Regions from separate parts of the Sus scrofa genome. Here regions 1, 2, 3 and 5 are each linked to region 4. A link is a contact called in public HiChIP or PLAC-seq and promoter capture Hi-C data. All regions are on one chromosome and are shown on one strand. The core of a region is the stretch at or near the end of the contact, and the rest is flanking DNA. Distances in the headings are between cores, read along the strand shown.

The links. Promoter capture Hi-C pulls out the DNA fragments that hold promoters and counts their contacts. HiChIP or PLAC-seq counts read pairs in DNA pulled down with a chosen protein or histone mark.
Region 1: an H3K27ac HiChIP or PLAC-seq map of alveolar macrophages shows a contact between it and region 4. The contact joins the promoter of DPP3 here to the promoter of CTSF in region 4. A contact is called at or near these places in 2 of 47 Hi-C or Micro-C datasets (heart right ventricle and liver) and 1 of 2 datasets of contacts at active chromatin or transcription factors (alveolar macrophages).
Region 2: a promoter capture Hi-C map of fetal liver shows a contact between it and region 4, with 5 times the contacts expected there. The contact joins the promoter of RBM4B here to the promoter of CTSF in region 4. A contact is called at or near these places in 5 of 5 promoter capture datasets (fetal liver, fetal skeletal muscle, liver and 1 more), 32 of 47 Hi-C or Micro-C datasets (adipose tissue, alveolar macrophages, blood and 14 more) and 2 of 2 datasets of contacts at active chromatin or transcription factors (alveolar macrophages and skeletal muscle).
Region 3: an H3K27ac HiChIP or PLAC-seq map of alveolar macrophages shows a contact between it and region 4. The contact joins the promoter of RBM4 here to the promoter of CTSF in region 4. A contact is called at or near these places in 2 of 5 promoter capture datasets (fetal skeletal muscle and liver), 4 of 47 Hi-C or Micro-C datasets (embryonic fibroblasts, heart right ventricle, liver and 1 more) and 1 of 2 datasets of contacts at active chromatin or transcription factors (alveolar macrophages).
Region 5: an H3K27ac HiChIP or PLAC-seq map of alveolar macrophages shows a contact between it and region 4. The contact joins the enhancer-like site here to the promoter of CTSF in region 4. A contact is called at or near these places in 8 of 47 Hi-C or Micro-C datasets (adipose tissue, embryonic fibroblasts, fetal liver and 4 more) and 1 of 2 datasets of contacts at active chromatin or transcription factors (alveolar macrophages).

The regions. Positions count from the first base shown.
Region 1 is chr2:5,946,098-5,949,741 of Sscrofa11.1, reverse strand. It overlaps DPP3 (dipeptidyl peptidase 3), which reads left to right and starts at 1,723. Exons shown (of 18, transcript XM_005654654.3): 1 at 1,723-3,229. The coding sequence starts at 3,178.
Region 2 is chr2:5,744,419-5,748,130 of Sscrofa11.1, reverse strand. It overlaps RBM4B (RNA binding motif protein 4B), which reads right to left and starts at 1,857. Exons shown (of 2, transcript NM_001123188.1): 1 at 1,446-1,857. The coding sequence starts at 1,857.
Region 3 is chr2:5,780,713-5,784,804 of Sscrofa11.1, reverse strand. It overlaps RBM4 (RNA binding motif protein 4), which reads left to right and starts at 1,625. Exons shown (of 2, transcript NM_001123187.1): 1 at 1,625-2,036. The coding sequence starts at 1,625.
Region 4 is chr2:5,852,605-5,856,576 of Sscrofa11.1, reverse strand. CTSF (cathepsin F) reads right to left here and starts at 1,494. Exons shown (of 13, transcript XR_002341429.1): 1 at 1,152-1,494; 2 at 813-911; 3 at 432-516; 4 at 280-341; 5 at 112-187.
Region 5 is chr2:5,761,835-5,765,927 of Sscrofa11.1, reverse strand. No RefSeq gene overlaps it. Among named protein-coding and RNA genes, the nearest start is that of RBM4B, 18 kb to the right of the region's middle. Within about 2 kb of position 1,832, at least 3 of the 83 cell types and tissues checked have an H3K27ac peak or open chromatin away from gene starts, as enhancers often do. A contact at or near this core is called in alveolar macrophages, where this site is marked.

The DNA of each region.
Region 1 (3,644 bases), core at 474-2,973, 93 kb before region 4:
ATTTGAATCCACACCACCCGCCTGGCCTCGGAGCCTTCCGTCTCCGTCTCACTGGGCTGCTTTCCTTGAACGGGGAGGGATGGGGTGGGAGGGCAGCCCAGGTAAGGGGACAGCATGGGCCAAAGTGCAGCAAGGAAGACGCTTGACAACCAATGAGCTGGGTGTGGAGGGGCAGAAAGGAAGAAAGAGGGGTGGGGACATGGGGCTGGGGTCTGGGGGACCTTGGTTGCCATGGAGTCCAAGTCTGAACAGGATCCCTATTCACCTGGGTTAAGTGTCACCTCTGTCTGAGAGCCAAGGCAAGCTCAGCGTGCTGCTAGGGTTGCTCCAGGCCTTTCCTGGGGCAAGAAAGCTGGAAAGACAGGTAGATGGAGATTCTGGAAAAATCAAAAGAGTACCAGCTTGATGTGGGCATCTTCCCCAGTGGAAGACAGAGCCTGAGGGAGAACAGATTCCGAGGGAAGGGACCTGGCCCAATCCACGCAGCTGGTTGGAGCCACAGAGACCACACCTGGGGCTGTTGAGAGGACAGGGGATGCGTGCTGGTGGTGAGAAGAGGACGTGATCAGATTTTTGATTCCAGAGCATCCTGCTGCTGCAGAGGGGGAACCCAGATGGGATGCTGGGGGGATGTGGAGACACTGCAACTCTCTCTCACACACACGCGCACACACATCCGGAGCAGTAGGAACTCAATTCTTCCTAGATTTCATCTCACTTTCTTGGGAACTAGATAGGGGAAGAACTCAGACATGTTGGTGGAGGGGGGCCAGACAGCCCTGGCCTTGGCTCAGCTCTGCTCCTTTCCAACTCTTGAAGCCTCAGTCTTCTTAACTGTTAAATGGACTAACATTCCCTGCATCACCAGATGGTTGTGAATGTATGGAGAGTACCCGTAACATGGTATGTACTTTTTTTTTTTTTTTTGCTTTTTAGGGCTACACCTGCAGCATATGAAAGGTCCCAGGCCAGGAGTTGAATTGGAGCTGCAGCTGCTGGCCTACACCACAGCCACAACAACACAGGATTCAAGCTGCATCTGAGACCTACACCATGGCTCATGGCAACGCCAGATCCTTAACCCACTGACCGAGGCCAGGAATCAAACCCGCATCTTTGTGGATACTAGTCGGGTTTGTAACCCACTGAGCCATGATGGGAACTGCCTGTATGTACTGAATGTTACTTTCTCACCTATCCCTCTTCATTCTCATGGGAAAGAGCCAAGGCTGGGGATGGTCATGACTCCAGGGAGTGGACCATGTGATACTGTGTGTGTGTGTGTGTGTGTGTGTGTGTGTTGGGGCACGTGGGGGGATACTGTGTCGTTAGGTCTAAGTAGGTCTAGACCCCACTTTAGGAACACCCGAGGACTTCCTAGGGACCCTTAGGGAAGTCAGTACAACCATTACCCTCACTTTCCCCATATGTACAATAGGTAATGAGATCCTCCAAGTCAAGCCGCTAGCACAGTACTTCAGGAAGTGCTCGTATTAGCTGTGATGATTAAAAATGCAGCTTGGGGAGTTCCCATCATGGCACAGCGGAAACGAATCTGGCTAGGAATCATGAGGTTGCTGGTTCGATCCCTGGCCTCGCTCAGTGGGTTAAGGATCCGGCGTTGCCCAGAGGTCACAGATGCAGCTCAGATCTGGTGTTGCTGTGGCTCTGGCATAGGCCAGGAGCTGTAGCATGTATTCCACCCCTAGCCCCCTAGCCTGGGAATTTCCATATGACATGGGTGTGGCCCTAAAAAGCAAAAAAAAAGCAGCTTGGTTGGGGGTGCTCCATGGAGTACTGGAATCTTTCCTTGGCCTAAGCTGCCCCCTGGTGGCAATGAGCAGCACTACCTCCTTTATCCAAGTCAGGGAAGGCTTTACACCCATTTTAAAGACAGTGAAAATTGAGGCACAGAAAAGAGGGGGGTGCTATTTTCTGAGTTCCTCCCTATAGTGATAATTACCATCAAAATCACCAGTTAGCAGCACGGTTGTGCTCAGCAGGGCCTTGAACACCTTTTGTGAATGAGAACCAGCACCAGTGGTGGGCGGCTGCTAACTCTGGGCATAGACACAAGTGTGGCAAAGCCCGGCAAGGAAGGTCTGTGGATTTCAGGTGTCCTCTCTCCTCCAGTCCTCTCTGCACAACACTAGGGGGCAGCACTACCCTGTCAGTACCTTACTCAAGCCTTCAACATCCCTCCAGTAAAGACAATTTTCAGCTCGGTGTTTTGGCTGAGGAAGTCAAGACTCAGAGAGGTAAAGTGACCTTTCCAAGGACACTCAGCCAGTAGGCAGTGGAAGCCTGATTCCACCTTAGATGGCCTGGCTTTGCCCCTTTCTCTGACCTGGGACCCTCACAGTATTCTGCACTGGGCCCAGGCTGGTCACTAGGCACTTCCGCAAACCTTTCCCCACTCAGGCCAGCCTCCTGGGAGTCTGTCCAGACATGCAAGAGCGGATTTCAGGATGGACTCTACCCTGAGCAAACTTTCCCAGTCACAGGCGCCTTTCTCACCCATCGGGAACCCGGCAAGCACCGGCAAACTCCTAAGCCCCTTGCCGCTTTCTACTGAGGAAACTGCGGCTCGATGATATTTAGCTGCTGCCCCTCCAGGCTGGTGGCAAGCGGCGCAGGGAAGCACTCGGGGGCGTTTCTCCGCATCTCCGCACAGTGGGACCAACTCGGCCCTGGCAGGAGCCCGCGGAAGGCAATACAGTCTCGGAAGAGTCTCCATCCCCGGCCCTTGAATCCACTGAGGAAGGGGCATCACTCCCAAGGGGCAGGTTCCTACAAACAAAACAGAGGTTGGAGGACGCAGAAAACCCCCCAAGAGAGCGGGGATCAGGACTCTCTGTGGGGAAATCCCCGGTGCCCTGTCCGTGCCAGCCACGCCGCCCGGCCTGGACTCGGGGCACCTGGTCAGCCCAGTCTGTCGTAACTAGGCCACCACCCGGCCGGCCACGGGAGACTCCTGACCCCCGCGCGAGCGCCCCCGGCGGACGAGAGGCCAAGGCCGCAGGGCCATGCCGCGCAGGGCCCCGTAGCGCCTGGGGGCGGGAAGCCGGCGTGCCGGCGGAGGTCCCCTCGGCGCGCCTATTGGCTGGAGTCGACGCCCATCCGAGCCCCGAGGCCCGGCAATTGGCGGGTGGGGGCGGAGTTCGCGGAGCCCAATGAATGGGGGAGCCGGAAGCAGGAAGTGAGTTTGCGATCCGAGCAGCTGCGGCAGGTGAGGCGCGGTGCCCGGGTTTCGGGGTCACAGCGTGCCATTCTCGGGAGACAGGGCGAGTCTGGACCGGGCGCAAGATCACTCCCTTTCTGCCTCTCATCCGGTACCCCTTTCAGATTCATCGCGGCCACGAGGCCAAGGAACGCTCCGGGCAGCAAAGGGTTAACACCCCTTTCAGAACCCAGGGAGTCGTGCTATTCCGGAGCCGCAGCGGGGTTGGCGAGTGAGGTTAGAAACTCATTCTCAGTAAGGGAGGGCGTTGTGGAGCATATCCTGAGTTGGGAGACAGCTAGGTCCCAACGGGGCAGTGAGACCTTCAGTAAGTTGCTTGGCTTCTCTAAGCCTCACTCTCCCTATCTGTAAAATGAGTTTTCTCCCAGCTCTGAACTTGTGTGGCTCCGGTATCTCCCCTGGC
Region 2 (3,712 bases), core at 608-3,107, 110 kb after region 4:
ACTCTCCTTTCTAAGTGGGGAAATGAAACACAGCAAGATTAAGACACTTGCCCAAAGTTACACAAGTTACAACTTTTGCCTGTGCTTTAAAGAGTAGCTAAAGGCCAGGGCACCACTGGCTGAGGCAGAGATATCTGACACACTATTTGCAATCTCTACTACTGGTAAACTTTCTTACCCTTTTCTGGTCACCTTTTTCTCCTTTCCATTTCTTTTCTGTTTTCTAGGTTTAGTAGAGGACTCTTGAGTAAGTGTTAACAACCCCTTTAGCGGCACTCGAGAAAAAAGGTCTTAATTTACAAACCTGAAAAGTGGCTGTAAACCTGTTGTCCAAGATGATGCTGTCAACAAGAAACTTGTAGAAGAGCACTATGCACAGAACTTTCTGTGATGACGGAAATGTTCCATATCTGCATTAATACAGCAACCGCTAGCCTCATATGACTCTGAATGCTTGAAAGGTGTGCAGCACAACTGAGAAACCAAATCTTAAAATTTCATTTCAATTTAAAAGTCACATGGGGCTAGTGGCTACCACATGAGCACAGTTCTAGAGTCTTCAGACAACCTCCTGGCATTAACGACAACATATGTACCTTTATTAATAACATAAATAATACAGCAGCCTTACTGCAAATCTCATAAGCAGGACCATCACTCCCATTCAACCTAATATTTTTAGAAATTTTCTTTTTTTCCCTTCGAGTTAAATAACAGTAAGTGGAACAGTCTAGTCCCTGCCATGGTCTCTGGACCTGCTTGTATAGTTCACAGTACTGAGCAAATCTGAGCAAAGAGCTAATCCAGAGTCACCACCAGGAACACCTCTAGATGTCTCGGTTCTCCTTTCCCATAACTCATACCTCAAAGCAGTAAAGAGTATAAATCTTAACCATTTAAAATCTCAAAAAATAAATAAATAAATAAATAAAACTAAAAGGAACTCCCTGGTGCTTCAGCAAGTTAAGGATCTGGCATTGTCACTGCTGTGGTGTGGGTTCGATCCTTGGCCCAGGAACTTTCACATGCTGTGGCCGCAGTCCAAAAAATTAAATAAATTCTCTAATATAACACTTTCCATCATATCATAAAAGAAGCAGGTAAGCCACAGGCCTTCGTCCTCCCCTCTCCCATGAGGTACTCATTGGCCCAGGCAGATTAAACCTCCAACAGCACTTAAGTGAATGAAGGCTGCAGGATAAGGTAACCCCCACTGTTTGAGATTCTACAAAGTTGCTGAGGAACATCTTGGCAAAGGTGAAAAGGAGAAGTGTTTGCTTCTCCAAGAGTAAGTTGTGCTGAAGTGTGGTAAACATACAATCTATTATTTCCAACCGAAATAGAATGGAAGACACCACCCTACCAGACCCATGGTCCTGTGTTTCTGCCTCTGTCTAGAACTAGACCCCACTCACTCTCGCCACCCAGGCCCCAGGGCAGTTCACCTTGAAACTCTGTGTTGTCAAGGCCCCTGATGGCCTCCACCGCATCCTCTGCCCGCTCCATGTGTACGAAGGCATAATCTTTCACGATGTCACATTCGATGACTGGACCGTACTCCTCAAATTTGGCCCGAAGCTCTTGGTTGGTACAAGTAGGACTGATGTTGCCCACATGCAACTTGGTTGAAGCTTTGCTCTTATTCTTGCTGGCTTCCACGTTGATGTTCACCCCGTGCAGCTTGTAGTGGTGCAGGTTGCGAATGGCATCCTCGGCCGCCGTCTTGTCCTCTATGTGTACAAAGCCGTAGTTCTTAATGATGTCACATTCCAGCACCTTCCCATACTGCTCGAACAGTGAGCGGATCTCCTGCTCTGTGGCCTCCCGGGGCAGGTTCCCAATGAACAGCTTTACCATCCTGACAAGAGCCTGGGAGAAAAGAAACGAAATTTCCAAAAGTTAGCAGTGGAGGAGAAATTTTCGGTACACTGCATTTTGGATTAATCCTCCGAAGTTCTTGGCATCTTCAAGATCCTCACATAGACATTCATTATTCTTCCAAGAGCGGAGGGAAAAGATTTGCTTTGAAAGAGTAGTGTAAGCTCTGTGTAATGTGCAAACAGAGCGGGTGTCAGCATGCATTGCATAGTCCAACATCTCTGTAAAATGAGGCACATTCTAAGCACAGGGTTGGTTTAAAAAACTCTTTTTGGGGGAGCAGGTACGAGAAGACTCCAAGCTGGGAGCAAGAGGCATCTATCTGACTGTCCCTGGTAACAACGGTTTTGGAGGGAAATCTGGGTACCTCTCCTCCGTGCAGCATCACCTTTCACGATACTCTAGGAATAAAAAGGCCTCCTTGGCCCCAAACTAGGACCACCCCTCTTCAAGCGGCCCAACTCCAGTTCCTTCGCCCCAACAAAGACTCGACCTGACCCCTGCCCCGCCCCCTCCGGAGACCCGGCCCCGCCTCCTCCCGTTGTCTTCCCGGACCTCTTGCAGTGTGAGGAGAACGGCAAACCCTAGGCCGTCCCCGTCCGCCAGAGACCCGGCCCGGCCCGCTCCCAGGCCCCCCACACACCCACAAGAACCCCTCGCACCTCCGGGTGGCGGCGGCGGTGGCGGCGGCTCCCGCGTCAGAGAGAACCCTACAAAATGGCGACGGCCGCTCGAGCCTCGGCGGGACCGGGCCCTTTCTCGCGCGCCAGCTCACGCACGCGCGAGTGCGCGCTGCCTCCCTCCCCTCCCCCTCGCGGGAGCCGGGCGACCAATCCCGCGGCCGCATACAAATGGCTGCCCGGGGCTCGGCTCCCAGCCGCCCCGATACAGGGGCGGGGCCAGCTGGTGACGGCGCTGCGGCGCGGAGGTCAGCCCGCCCCCTGCCCCCCGGTAGCCAATCACCACCCTGGAAGGTGGCGGGTCGGAGCTCCTGCGTCAGAAGGGCTCTGGACGCAACCACTGCCTGGGTGAAATCAGAAGCCCGGGAGAGTCACTAAGCATCACAATGGATCGTGCTATTGGGCCATGGGGGTGGGGGAGGAGGGCAGTGGCTGATGACAAAGGGTTATCTCACTGGGTCCGCTAAAAGGCGGTTTTCTCAGAGGCCTGGCCATCCTCTACGGCCGCTTGGGAGAACGTTTGAGAAATACGGGCGCGCCACATTTTAGGCAAACCTAATCTTTCTTTGTAGAGTTTTTAAACATAATTAAAAATTTTTAAATTGCAAACATTATTCATTGGTGAGGAAACGGAGGACTAAAAATGGCAGAGCTGAGTAGCTCTAAGAGGCTAACTTAGTTAAGTTTCGTTTGTCATATGTATTGAAAGGCGAGTTTTCCCTCCCTAGCTAGAGAACTAGGCCCTAATTGTGTGTCATTCGCGTTTCTGGTCCTTGGCGAGCACACCAAAGGAATACCTGGTGTGCAGGCCCAGAGAGGGTGCTTGTTTCAGGGGTAGCCCAGCGTCCCCACGTGCACACCAAGCCGCGGGAGGGCTGGGAAATTGAGTTCCCCGGCACTTCCTCGCTTTCAGAACTCAGCTGTGGTCCAAGGGCACCTCCTGGTGGCAAGAAGGGAAGTTATTAATGTGAATTACTCGCTGTTAGCTTTGAACAAAGAATAGACATTTATGGAGATGGATGGCCTGAGCTTATCTGCAGGTAGAGCATGCCAGGTTGGTTGTCAGTCACCGTTCCTCCTTGATATCCTCTCAGATACTATCAGGCACAAATTCTCCAGGCTGCTCTCTTCCTGCCCAACTACTTTGTTATGTT
Region 3 (4,092 bases), core at 376-2,875, 72 kb after region 4:
AAGCGTTCCTTTTACCACCCATGAAAATAGTTTCAATTCGGGGTTTGCTCCGGGATCCGGTGTAAATTCTTGGCCAAAGGAGGAGGCTGGTTTTTTTAGGTGGGACGCTGTTTTCTTACCTGGTTTCTGGGTCTGCGTAAGCTACCATCCGCAGCATCGTGGCTGCAAGGGGTTGGTGTTCGGGAGTTTAAATTTGGAGGAGAAGGCAAAACGGAGCGCACGTGGATTGGCGAGATGTGGAAGCTTGACAAAGTTGGCGCCATGAAGCTAAACACCGCCACACCAGAGCTCTAACTCGCTCCGCCTAATGGCGGGCGGAACCCCGCCAGCGAAGCCCACGTTGGTAGTTCCGCCTTCACGCCGACCTCTCACCCAATCAATGACTTCGGCTTCTCGAGAGAGGTGCTCATTGGCTTTCGTCTAAACGCTTCGGGGTTACTGACGTTTACACCTCTTCCCGGCCTCAGGTAATTGGCATTCGTGGTAACCAATCAGGAAGAGGATCTACGGGAACGCCTGCCTTTTACTTTATTGAGCAGCCAATCCTGTGATAGGCTCACCTCCCTCTACCCAGAGTCACTTCTGCGGCCGCCGCCATTTTAGCGTTTTGTCAGGAGCGTCCGCGCCGCGAGGAAGAGCCCCTGCTGATTTTCGTGCGGGTGAGCGACTCCGAACCCCTCCACTGCCTTTCTTTTGTCTCGTTAAATCTTAACTCCTTCTTTGCGCCTCAGGGCTGTCCTAGTGGGGTTGTGGCCTCCGCACCCGTCACTGAGAGACGACCTCGGTGCTCGGCATTGCGCGGTAAGCCTGAAGCAGCCCTTCCCCCACGATCTCCTCAGAGAATACCTTGCCTTCTCCCCACCTAGCCCTCTCTGCCTGGCTTACAGCCTCGTGGTTTCCACGGAGATAACCGCGCTTCCCTTAGACTTAGAAATTAAGATCCTTTTTCGAGAATTTCTCAAGCCTCGAGACGTTGGCCGGCTGGTGAGTCTGAAGCCCCCTTCTCCGGCCATGCGTTTCTCTATTCTGCAGGAGCTTGTAGGACGGCGCCCCTAGAGAGGCGTTCCCCGCTCCAGCACTTCCTGTGGTCCCCGAACGCTTCGGTCTCCGGCCTAAGGCACCGGTTCACTGCTTCCAAGGGAAGCCCTAAAACGTAGCTATTACAAGGTCCAATTTTCCGGAAATGGTGGCTAATTCTTTGGTTATGAGAAGACGACCCAGTTCATAATTTCAGACGGTCAATCCAGCTAGCAGGGTAGTTAGAGATTTCTTTTTTACAGTGGATAGGAAGCCCAGTAACACCACCCCCCCGGGCTACATTTATGCCCTCACTTTTCGTTTCCATTCCCGTTTGGAAGAACTACGAAACTCTTAGCAAATCCTTTGTCTATGTCTACTAAAGAGCTCTGTTATAGATGCTTTCATGTTTTTATAGGTTCCACAGCTGGAAGTCTAACGGGCCTCCTTATTTCCATTTCCTTTTGATGATGTTGTAGAGGTGTGCGTGTGAAGTGTGTTAGAGGGGGAAAACTGGCAATATTTGTCAGACCGAAATTGGTAACTGATGTGGGCCTGAGGTCTTTTGTTAGAATTTTTGTTTCTTCTCGCCTAGGCTGTGTCCGAGATGGTGAAGCTGTTCATTGGAAACCTGCCCCGGGAGGCCACAGAGCAGGAGATCCGCTCACTGTTCGAGCAGTATGGGAAGGTGCTGGAATGTGACATCATTAAGAACTACGGCTTTGTACACATAGAGGACAAGACGGCGGCCGAGGATGCCATTCGCAACCTGCACCACTACAAGCTGCACGGGGTGAACATCAACGTGGAAGCCAGCAAGAATAAGAGCAAAACCTCCACAAAGTTGCACGTAGGCAACATCAGTCCTACTTGCACCAACAAAGAGCTTCGGGCCAAATTTGAGGAGTACGGTCCAGTCATCGAATGTGACATCGTGAAAGATTATGCCTTCGTACACATGGAGCGGGCAGAGGATGCAGTGGAGGCCATCAGAGGCCTTGACAACACAGAGTTTCAAGGTGAACCACCCTCTTTGGGAAGAGGACTGAGCACAAGTTTTTGTGTAGAAGATAGGTTGGATAAGTAAAGGAAGAGGTCTAGGATAGAGATACAGCTGTTGGCAGGCTAATGGTGAAGATTAAGTGTGGGTGATGGACTTAAAATGGAGAAAGCATGTGGTTTAGAGGCTTTACTTAGAGCAAATCAAGTCTAGGAGAAGAACCACTTGGCTATAGTTTGGAGCCCCTAGGCTTTTATGCCTATTAGTGCAGAAATCCTTTTCTCTGAAGAGTTCTTTAGTTGTTTTGTCGTCGTCTTTTTTTTTTTTTTTTTTTTTTTTTGAGTGGAGCGTATAGCAGTGGTCCACTCTGAAATTTATTGCTTTAGCACATGTTATTTTGCATTTGGAGGACCTGGCAAAAGCTGGCTTAAGCGATGTTATTTAAGAGTTAAGATTATCTGTTAAACTCCCCACCTCATCCCAATTACAGCTTCCCAGTAAATGTAATTAGTTGTTAAACTAGTTTTTAGAGAACTAGTGTCTTTAAGAGCTATAGTACTTACTGTTTTTCTGTTACACTTGTACTAAGAGGTTCTGATTGGAGGATGAGAACACTTTAGAATTGAGGCTAATCTCAGGAGTTTCTGAGTTGGGGGGCAGTGATGACAATACCTTTTGACTGGTTCAATATCCTTGGTGAATAGAGCATTTGGATGGGTGTTGTCTTGGAGCCTTGTTAGATGAATTATTAGTGTGCCTGGAAGGGAGCATGAGTGATACTATGGATAGATAGTTCATTTGGAAGGTATTTTATTTTCTTGCTTTAAGATCGAAGTTCCTATGGCCAGAGTGGCAGTAGTGAAGGGGGTGGTAACCATGGTGAGTTGCTAACTCTTCTTTCACTCACTTTGGATTTCCAGTGTCAAAAAAGCCTTTCTCTTTTGGTGTAACTACTACTAAATTTTGGGGTATTCCCACAATGCCTTGTTACATTTTTAACATATTTTTTTTAGCCCAGACAAGGCAGTGGCTGCTCCTTCTCCTGAGCAACACTCAATTGTTAAGAGTCATTGCTGCCATCTTTGGTATTTACTTCTCTTAACTTGAACCTTCTTAGACCTGGAAGTCTGATCATCATTCTCTTAAGTTAATGGGTGCCCTGTGTCATGGGTATTGGCTGTGCTTTGCTAAGAAATAATGTCACAGGTCTCTCAGGTCTAGTTTGTTTTTCTTTTTTAATTGGTAAGTTGAGAATTAGTTTGCGTCAACAACTTAATTGGGAGCAAGGGCTGCTTTGTGGAGAGTTTATGATATCTAATTTTTGGACATTCTTCTCTAAGCTATGGAAGAGGTGGTGGTGACTGTAAGTCACACATGTGAGGGAAGGATAGTTTGGATCGATATATACAAACTGTCTGAGGACCATAACTCTTGGCCTCTGAAGTCTGGGCTCTCATGATGCTTAGTTATTTTAGCTTTATTTACTTTACTATTAGTTATTGTCCTTAATATTGTTTAGAAGAGGTTCTTTATTAGAGAGTAGCAGTATTTATTATGGGGGGTCCCTTTCCCTTTCAGTTTTTCACTGTTGGGTATATTCTTTTTATTATCTGCCCATTTAAGGAGCATTCATTTTAGATATTTTTAAAGACTTAAGTTTTTTCTGGCTTTGGAATCCTTTCTGGCAAATCCTTAGATAAGGACATTAATGACCTTTATGTCTTGAAAGGGGGATGGTTGGTTGCTTAGTTGCCCTTGTTTTCTCTGGTTTTGTTAGGTGCCAAAGTGGCCACGTGGGCAGATGCTACAGTGACACAGGTTAGCACTTAAGTACTTAATTGCACATCTTAGCTCTGGCACCTGACACTTACCAGATATAATGTTTAAACTAGGACTTTTTCTTTCTTTCTTTCTTTCTTTCTTTTTTTTTTTTTTTTTTTTTTTTTGGTGCTTTCATTCTCTTTCCCTTTCCTAGTCTCTCGGGACCTAATTTTAATTTTGTAGGTGGAATTGTATATTTACCATTTTCTGTAATGTTAGATGAATAGATGACTTATCTGTTGACTTCCTTGGTT
Region 4 (3,972 bases), core at 245-2,744:
GCGTCCTTGAAAGGATCTCTTGTGCCCTTCCCCTCTCCAACACCACGGTGCCAAGTTGGGGGGAAGGCCCTGACCTGACTGGGACAGCTACAGCCAAGGCTGGGTCCTCACCCTCCTTTGTATCATACGTCCGATTATAGGTGGTGACAAATTCCTTGAAGATCGAAGCCATCTTCACAGAAAAGTCCTGGAAAGGCAGAGGGGTCTTTTCAAGGAGTCCTTCTCAGACTGACCAGGGAGGGGAAGAGAGGGGACATAAGGCAGCAGCCAGCTTCCCACCTGGGGCAGGGGATCCTTGTTCAACAGTGGGAGGAATGAACTGAAAGTCTCGTTTGTGTCATCTGGAGAGGGTTCCAACAGAGAAGAGTTAGGACTGAACCCTAGGTGAGGTGTGACCTGAGCTCTCCCAGCATCCTGGGCTGTCCCAGCACCTGTAACCTTGGTATCCACTGGGCCACAGTCCCGCCTCAGCAGCATGTGTTTTCCCAGCTCGTCCAGGACTTCGAAGCTGCAGAGCTGGAGGCAGATGAGGAAGCCAGTCAGGGGACTGGGTTGGGAGCAAGGCCTCGGCAAGAAGGAGCTGGAGGGGTCTCAGATGAAGACCAGCTCCAAGGCAATCACCCCCAGAGTGGAGAGCCGGGCAGACACCCTCCCTTTCACAGCATCTTGGTCTCTAGCCGTCCAGGCCTGGTTAGGGACTCAGGGTGGAGTAGCCGAGGCCTCAAAAGCTCCCTCTAGAAACCTGACCCATCAGCCAAAGGACTGCCAGACTCAGTCCGGGGGCAGGAAAGCGCAGGAACCCCATCACTCACCAGGGTTTTCTTGGATATAGGGAGCTGGCACACGGTAGGGTCGTTGCAGGGAGGCTCCACCAGAGTGGCCTTCAGGGAGTACAGCGACCCCCGGCCCGCCTGGATGGAAGGAAGGATGAGGCACCCAGAGCCACTCCCTCCTTCGTCCGGCTTTCACTGGGTCGACAGATCCACCATGTCCCTTCCTCTTCCCAATCACTAGAGATCCAACGCCCCCGCCCCAAGTTTAGCCCCCTCCCCAGGTCTGGCGTCCAACGCCCTCGCCCCAAGTTCCCAGCCCTCCGACGAGGGCCCCGCTCGCTCCGGACCGGAGAGCTCCCGCCCCGAGTGGGTCCTCACCCGGCGGACGCGTCCGCGCACGGCCCTCAACGCGGCCCTCGTCCCGGCAGCCCGGCCGCGGTTGTACATCTCCAGGGCGAAGCGGGCGGGCGCCAGGAGCTCCGGGGACGCCAGCTCCCTGGCCTGCGGGCCGGCCGCTCGGGGCTTCTTGGGGGCGGGAGCGGCGTCCGGGAGCAGCCCCAGCAGCAACAGCAGCTGCAGCCAGGGGGCCATGGCGAGGGCGAAACCGGCGGCCCGGACTCACGCACAAAGCAACGCGCGGACCAACCGACCGGGCGGAGCTGCCCGCAGCCGGAGGGCCCTCGTCCCCCACCCGCAGCTCCAGAGACCGCGGGGCGCCGGCCAATGGGCGCCGGCGGGGTGCGCCTGCGCACTATGTTGTTTACGTGAGGCACGTGGGGCGCGCCGGCCGCGCAGGCGCGGAATTACAATCGCACCCTAAAGCGGCGTAGCAGCAGCCGGGGCTGGAGGGGGCCCGGGGTTGCAGCCTTGAAGTAATCTTTTTAGGTCTTGGATCTGCTGTTTGGGGAGGGGAGAGGATGCTGGCCTGAGAATAGAAATAATAACTGGCATTTCTTGCGTGCTTATTATATGTTACACGGTTTATGCCATCCCTCTCTAATCACGGTAGCCATCCTGCGAAGTAGGTGTTACCCGCATCTAATCAGTGAGGAAATGGAGGCTTAGAGAATTTAAATGGCTTTGCCAAACATCTGTTACGTGAAAGAGCCGGACTTGAACCCAGGGAGTTGGCCTCAGAGCTTGAGTTCACAGCTTGATCCTCTCTTTCGTTTTTCTCTCTCTTTTTTTGTCTTTTTAGGGCCGTACCCAGGGCATATGGAGGTTCCCAGACTAGGGATCAAATCAGAGCTGTAGCTGCCGGCCTAGGCCAGAGCCACAGCAACACTGGATCTGAGCCTCGTCTGCGACCTCACCACAGCTCACAGCTACAGGGGATCCTTAACCCACTGAGCTAGGCCAGGGATCGAACCTGCATCCTTATGGATGCTAGTCAAGTTCGTTAACCACTGAGCCATGGCGGGAACTCCGGTTCCTCTCTTTTTATCAGTAAAATGGCACCTAATATTCTCTGGACTGGCAGTGCCTCAGGCTGTTATGGGGATCAGAGGCAAATGTGCAAACAGTGCAGGGGGCTGGGACTGATCTTTTGTAAGCATTCACCACTATGTTCCAGGGCCCAACAAGAGGAAGCGCAGATGCACTAAGCATAGTGCTGCCTATTGGAAGCTTCCAGTGTAGTGGAGAGACAGGTGAGAAAGGAATTTTCCTCCAAGATGTGACCGGCTATGGGAGAGGCATTGGGACTTTTCTTAGATCCAGATTTCCAGAGATCCACATTGGTGTCTGTCGTATTTCACCTTTGTGGGAAACCATCTTCCCCAAAGCCTGTTCCCTGGACACTGGAGCCTCCTGATGAGTGTCTGGAAGAAAGTGTGACTTATCTTCTCATCAGACTGAGGCAAGAGACATACTTATAATTCATGGAGGAAAAGGAAGGATATTTTAAGTCACACATGTTGGAGTTCCTGCTGTGGTGCAACAGGATCAGCAGTGTCTTGGGAGCCCTGGGACGCAGGTTCTATCCTGGGCTCAGCACAGTGGGTTAAGGATCCAGCGTTGCTGCAGTTTTGGCTTAGGTTGAAACTGTGGCTCGGATCTGATTCCTGGCCTGGGAACTCCATATGCCTCTGGGAAAAAAAAAAAAAAAAAAAGTCACACATATGTTATCTCGGGCAATTCTCACAACAACCTTCAAGAGAAAAATTGTACAATTACCCATGAGGATAGTGAAGCAGGGGCATGCCAAAGTTCAGAAGCTGAGCTGAAAAGAGGGAGGCAGCAGAGGAGACTGGGAATAAATGGACATTGAGCGACTAAGAGAGGGTGATGTCAAGAAAGTAGAAGAGGAAGTTCCCAAGGTGGAGCAGTATAAATGAATCCGACTAGTACCTGTGATGTTGCGGGTTCGATCCCCGCCCTCACTCACTGGGTTAAGGATCCAGCATTGCCATGGGCTGTGGTGCAGCTTGCAGATGTGTCTCAGATCCCGAGTTGCTATGGCTGTGGTGTACGCTGGCAGCTACAGCTCTGACTAGACCCCTAGCCTGGGAACCTCCATGGGCCACAAGTGCGGCCCTAAAAAGCTAAAAAAAAAAAAAAAAAAAAAAAAGAGAGAGAGAGAGAAGAAAGAAAGTAGAAAAAAGGAAAGTATCTCAAGGAAGAGAAAGTGGAGTTCCCTTGTGGCTCAGTGGGTTAGGGATCTGGTGTTTTCATTGCTGTGGCTCTGGTCACTATTGTGCCACAGGTTCAGTCCCTGGCCCGGGGAACTTCGACATGCCATGGGTACAGCCAAAAAAAAAACCCAAACAAACCAATTTTGGAGTTTCCATTGTGGCTCAGCAGATTAAGGACCCAATACTGTCTGTGAGGATTTGGGTTCAATCCCTGGCCTTGCTCAGTGGGTCAAGGATCTGGTGTTGTGGCATAAGATGCAGCTGCAGCTGATTTGACCCCTGGCCTGGTAACTTTCATATTCTGCAGGTATGGCCGTAAAAAGAAAAAAAAAAGGAAGAAAGAGGAAATACATTGGCTGTGTCCAATGCCACAGAGAGGGCAAGTAAGATTAAAAAAGAGACGTGACCTTGGGACTGGGCAATGGTAGGTCTTCAGCAGCCTCATTAAGTGTGGTAGGTTGAGGGAGTCCCCTGATGGCCTAGCAGTTTAGAATCTGAGGTTGTCACTGCTGTGGCTGGGTCCCTGCTGTGGTAATTCAATCCCTGGCTGTGGGTGTGCCAAAAAT
Region 5 (4,093 bases), core at 583-3,082, 91 kb after region 4:
GCAGCTGTCTCAGCTCCAGCTCAGATTTGATCCCTGGCCCAGGAACTTCCATGTGCCATGAGTGCAGCTGAAAAAGAAAAAATAAAATGTCAGTCCTTAGGCCTGGAAATGTCTGGTCTCTCCCCCACATTCCGGTGTCATTTCAGATCCCTTTCCCCCTCACCTTTTCCTAACCACACGCCCTCCTTTCAGATCCTGTTAACTAAAGACTTTCCCTGCCTCACGGCCTTCTAGCTGAAAGGACCTTTTCTCTTGACTATTTTAGGGCTATTCCCCCCCCCCCCTTTTTTGGCCATCCTGTGGCATATGGAGTTCCCGGGCCAGGGATCAGATCTAAGCTGCAGCTGTAGCAATACTGGATCCTTAACCCACTGTGCTGGGCCGGGGATCAAACCTGTGTCCCAGTGGTCCCAAGATGCTGCTAATCCTGTTGCGCCATAGCGGGAACTCCAGGGCTGATTTACTCTTCAGGTCCTCGCTTCAGGATCAAGCTTCAGAGGAAGGTCCCTGACAACCTCTAAGAGATGCTTCCCCACCCCCACCCCCATTCTTCCCTACCATTGTGCCCAGTTTGTGTATTTTGTGGTACTTAGTTTCTTTGCTTACTCATGCGTTGAATATTTTCCTCATAAATTGTAAGTAAGGGGGCTGCCCCAGTGCCTGGCAACAGTGTCTGACTTGTAATGGGCATTTAATAATGTGTATTTATATATAAGCTATTTGAATGTTGTGCTTCTCTTAGGAACATACTATCCTCTACCCTTGTCCCCATCATTCACTGCCTTAGCAGTTATCAGTTGCTCAAGAAACTGAGTGCCAGCACAGGACCAGGCCCTGGGTAGGACCAGAGGATTCCCAGATGGCCCATTAGGGTTAGAGTTGTGCTCTACTCTATATGTCAGCCGTCAAGAAAGGCAGACGTTTAAAAAAAAAGGAGTTCCCATTGTGGCTTAGTGGTAATGAACCCGACTAGTATCCATGAGGATGCGGGTTTGAGTCCTGGCTTCACTCTGGGTTAAGGATCCAGCGTTCCTATGAGCTTGTGGTGTAGGTCACAGATGCAGCTCAGATCCCAAGTTGCTATGGCTATGGCCATGGCTTTTTTGCCCCCTAGCCTGCGAACTTCCATGTGCCATAGCTGTGGCCCTAAAAAGCCAAAAAAAAAAAAAAAAAAAAAAGGCAGAGGTGGTGGAAATGATAACCTAGGAAGGCCCTTTAGCTTGGAGATTGGTGATCCCTAAAGGCGAAGCTTGAGTGGGTATGTCTAGGTTCCACAGTGGGCAAGAACCGGGGCGGCGGGGGCTGGGTTCCTTGAAGACCAAAGGAGGAGTGATGACAGCTCCCTCCCTGTAACTCCCTTCAAGAATAGAGTGGAAGCTTCTCTTTTGCTTGCACACATCAGTTTGTGGTAGTAATAGCGAACTGAGTGCTTTACATTTACTTCACACAATAAAATTCCCATTTTATGATGAAACAGGCTCAGAGAAATTAAGTAGCATGTCTAAGGCCACAGAAAGAGCTTGTATCTAAGTTCTGGCCCTCGAGCTCCAGAGCCTAAATTTCAGCCATTAGTCTAGTGAGTGTCCTGAGGCCTGTTACAGTGTGGTCCAGTCCCAGTTCTGACTTCCCTGCAGGGTCCAAATCTCTGAGCCTCCTCCTCTGCTCATCTTGATCGTGAATCACCTTGTTCTGTTCCAGGTAGGGGTGGGGAAGGTGGCAACAGCGTTGTGGTCCCTGGGGTGTTGGCCACGTGCCCAGCTTAGATGGTCTTCGTCCAGGTTCCTCAAACTCTCGTCCTATGGAGAGGCTTGGTGTGATTCACCAACATAGCCCTGAAACCACTGGCCATGCCGCAGTGTAGAAGGAGGATAGTGGTGCTTAGGGTGGGGAGGGCCTTTCCCTAACCACTCATTTTCCTAATTCTCATAGCCATTGTCCTGCCTCTCAGGTCAGAGCCAAGGGTGGGCCAGGACCACTGTTGCTGGAAATGTAGTTCACCTTGCCAAATGCAGAGGCTAACCCCGTCACCACCCCCTCCTTATAGACTCAATAGGGTCTAGCCTTAGGACTACTGGGTGCCTCTGCCAGCTGCTCTTCTCCATTTCAGTAGCTTCTTTCTTCATCTCTCTGCTGTGGTGAGCACACAGTAGGAATCACCTACTGTGTATGTACCTTGGGGGCAGGGGCAAGTCATTTAACTGCCCTGGCTTTACCAGGGGAGCCAAAGGATGCTACCTCATTGGTTCTTGTGGATTAGTAGAGAGAATGACCGGAGTGAGTCCTTCAACCTGTAGCGCCATAATTGTGCGATTTAAATTTTGCCTGGATCCTCAGAAGGCCTGCAAACCTAAGGCACTACTGATTGAGATCATTTTGCCAACCTTTCCATGTGTGGGTTCCTGTGGCTGATCTCTCATTTCTTGCACTTCTCGGCAATAGAGCCTTGATCTTAAAGCCTTGAGATGGATTTTTCTGACAGAGCTGACAACTCTTCCTAGGAATGTATTTTTATTTCTTCCTTCCTCCTCCTAAATATCTCAGAGAACCAGATTTGTGAGCCAAATTCTAACAAGCCATGAGAGCAGTCTTAGGCAAGTTGTTTCCCTTTTCAGGGCTATCTTGCAGCCAACTAACCCTCCTTTCCTGCCTTGTGGACAGGCTCTGTGCAGTGTATTGAGTGCCCTTTCTATGCCACACTGACTTCACTGTGTGGCTGGCAGTTAGAGGAAAGTATAGATTTGGGGCTGTCTCAGGCCTAAAAAGAGCAGGACTTGGACTGCAGTAGTCTAAGCTATTGCCAAGTTGGAGCTGTGGCTCAATGGGTCTTTGTCTCTGCAGGGAAGGTGTTGCAGTAGAAGTCAGGGAGTTCTGAGACACCACCTAGGGGGACCTGGATGCTTTTCTCCTGGCAACAACATTTAAATCAGGCTGGGGTTTATTTTGCCTTGTACTTGAAGTGTGTCAGAATGCTGCTGCTGTGGCTGGTCCTTGCTTGCATGGTGCCCAGAATTTCATCCTAAATAGCTGACTGTCCAGGAAGAAATCCATGGAGATGGAAGGCCTTGGGTATTTTGGGTATTAATTCATTTTTTTCTCCAAAATGGGACAGGGACATGTTGGCCATCATCTCTCACAAATATTTCATTCTCTTTGTGGACTGGTGTGTGTGTGTGTGTGTATTATTATTTTTTTTATGGCCATGGCTTATGGAAGTTCCCAGGCTAGGGGTCGAATAGGAGCTGCAGCTAAGGCCTGTACCACAGTCACAGCAACACCGGATCTGAGCCATATCTGCCACCTACACCACCGCTTGTGGCAATGCTAGATCCTTAACCCACTGAGCGAGGCCAGAGATCAAACCCCCATCCTCATGGAGACTGTTGGTTCTTAACCCACTGAACCACAGTGGGGACTCCCTGATAAGTATATTTTTATTTCAAAGGAAAGAAATACGAAAAGAGAGTTTTAATCTTAAGGCATAAAGAATAAGCTTTAAGAAAAAAGTTAACTCTCTTGGAGTTCTCTTGCAGTACAGTGGGTTAAGGATCCAGTGTTGTTGCTGCAGAGGCTTGGGTCACTCTTGCGGGATGGGTTTGATCCCTGGTCCAGGAACATCCATGCTGTGGGTGTGGGTCCCTCCCCCCCAAAAAAGCTTTGGAGTTTAATTATATAATTGTCCTCTGAACTCTCATAGTGCTTTTACATTTCTTATAGTAATTACTGTTTTGTTCATATTTTCCCCTCTCAAGATTTCTGAGGCCTATCTCATCTCCCTGACCCCTTAGCACTCAGTGGTGCCTGGTGTAAAGCCATTAGGCAGAGCCTGGCTCACAGGTGCTCAGCAATGTTAGGGTGGGAGAGGCACAACCGATCCTCTGGAAAGCTTTAGTCAGTCAACCTCAGGGATTTAAATAACTCCTGCCCCCTTGAATCACATATACTTATGCATGGTTCTTTTCCTATCTTTAAGGCAGTATTCCTTTAAAACAAAACATCAGCTTCATGATTAGGGGATTGGCCTGTTACATCTCAGGCAAATCTCATATCTATAGTGCTAGTCACTTTTTTAAAAAAAACTTTTCAAAAAATAGGT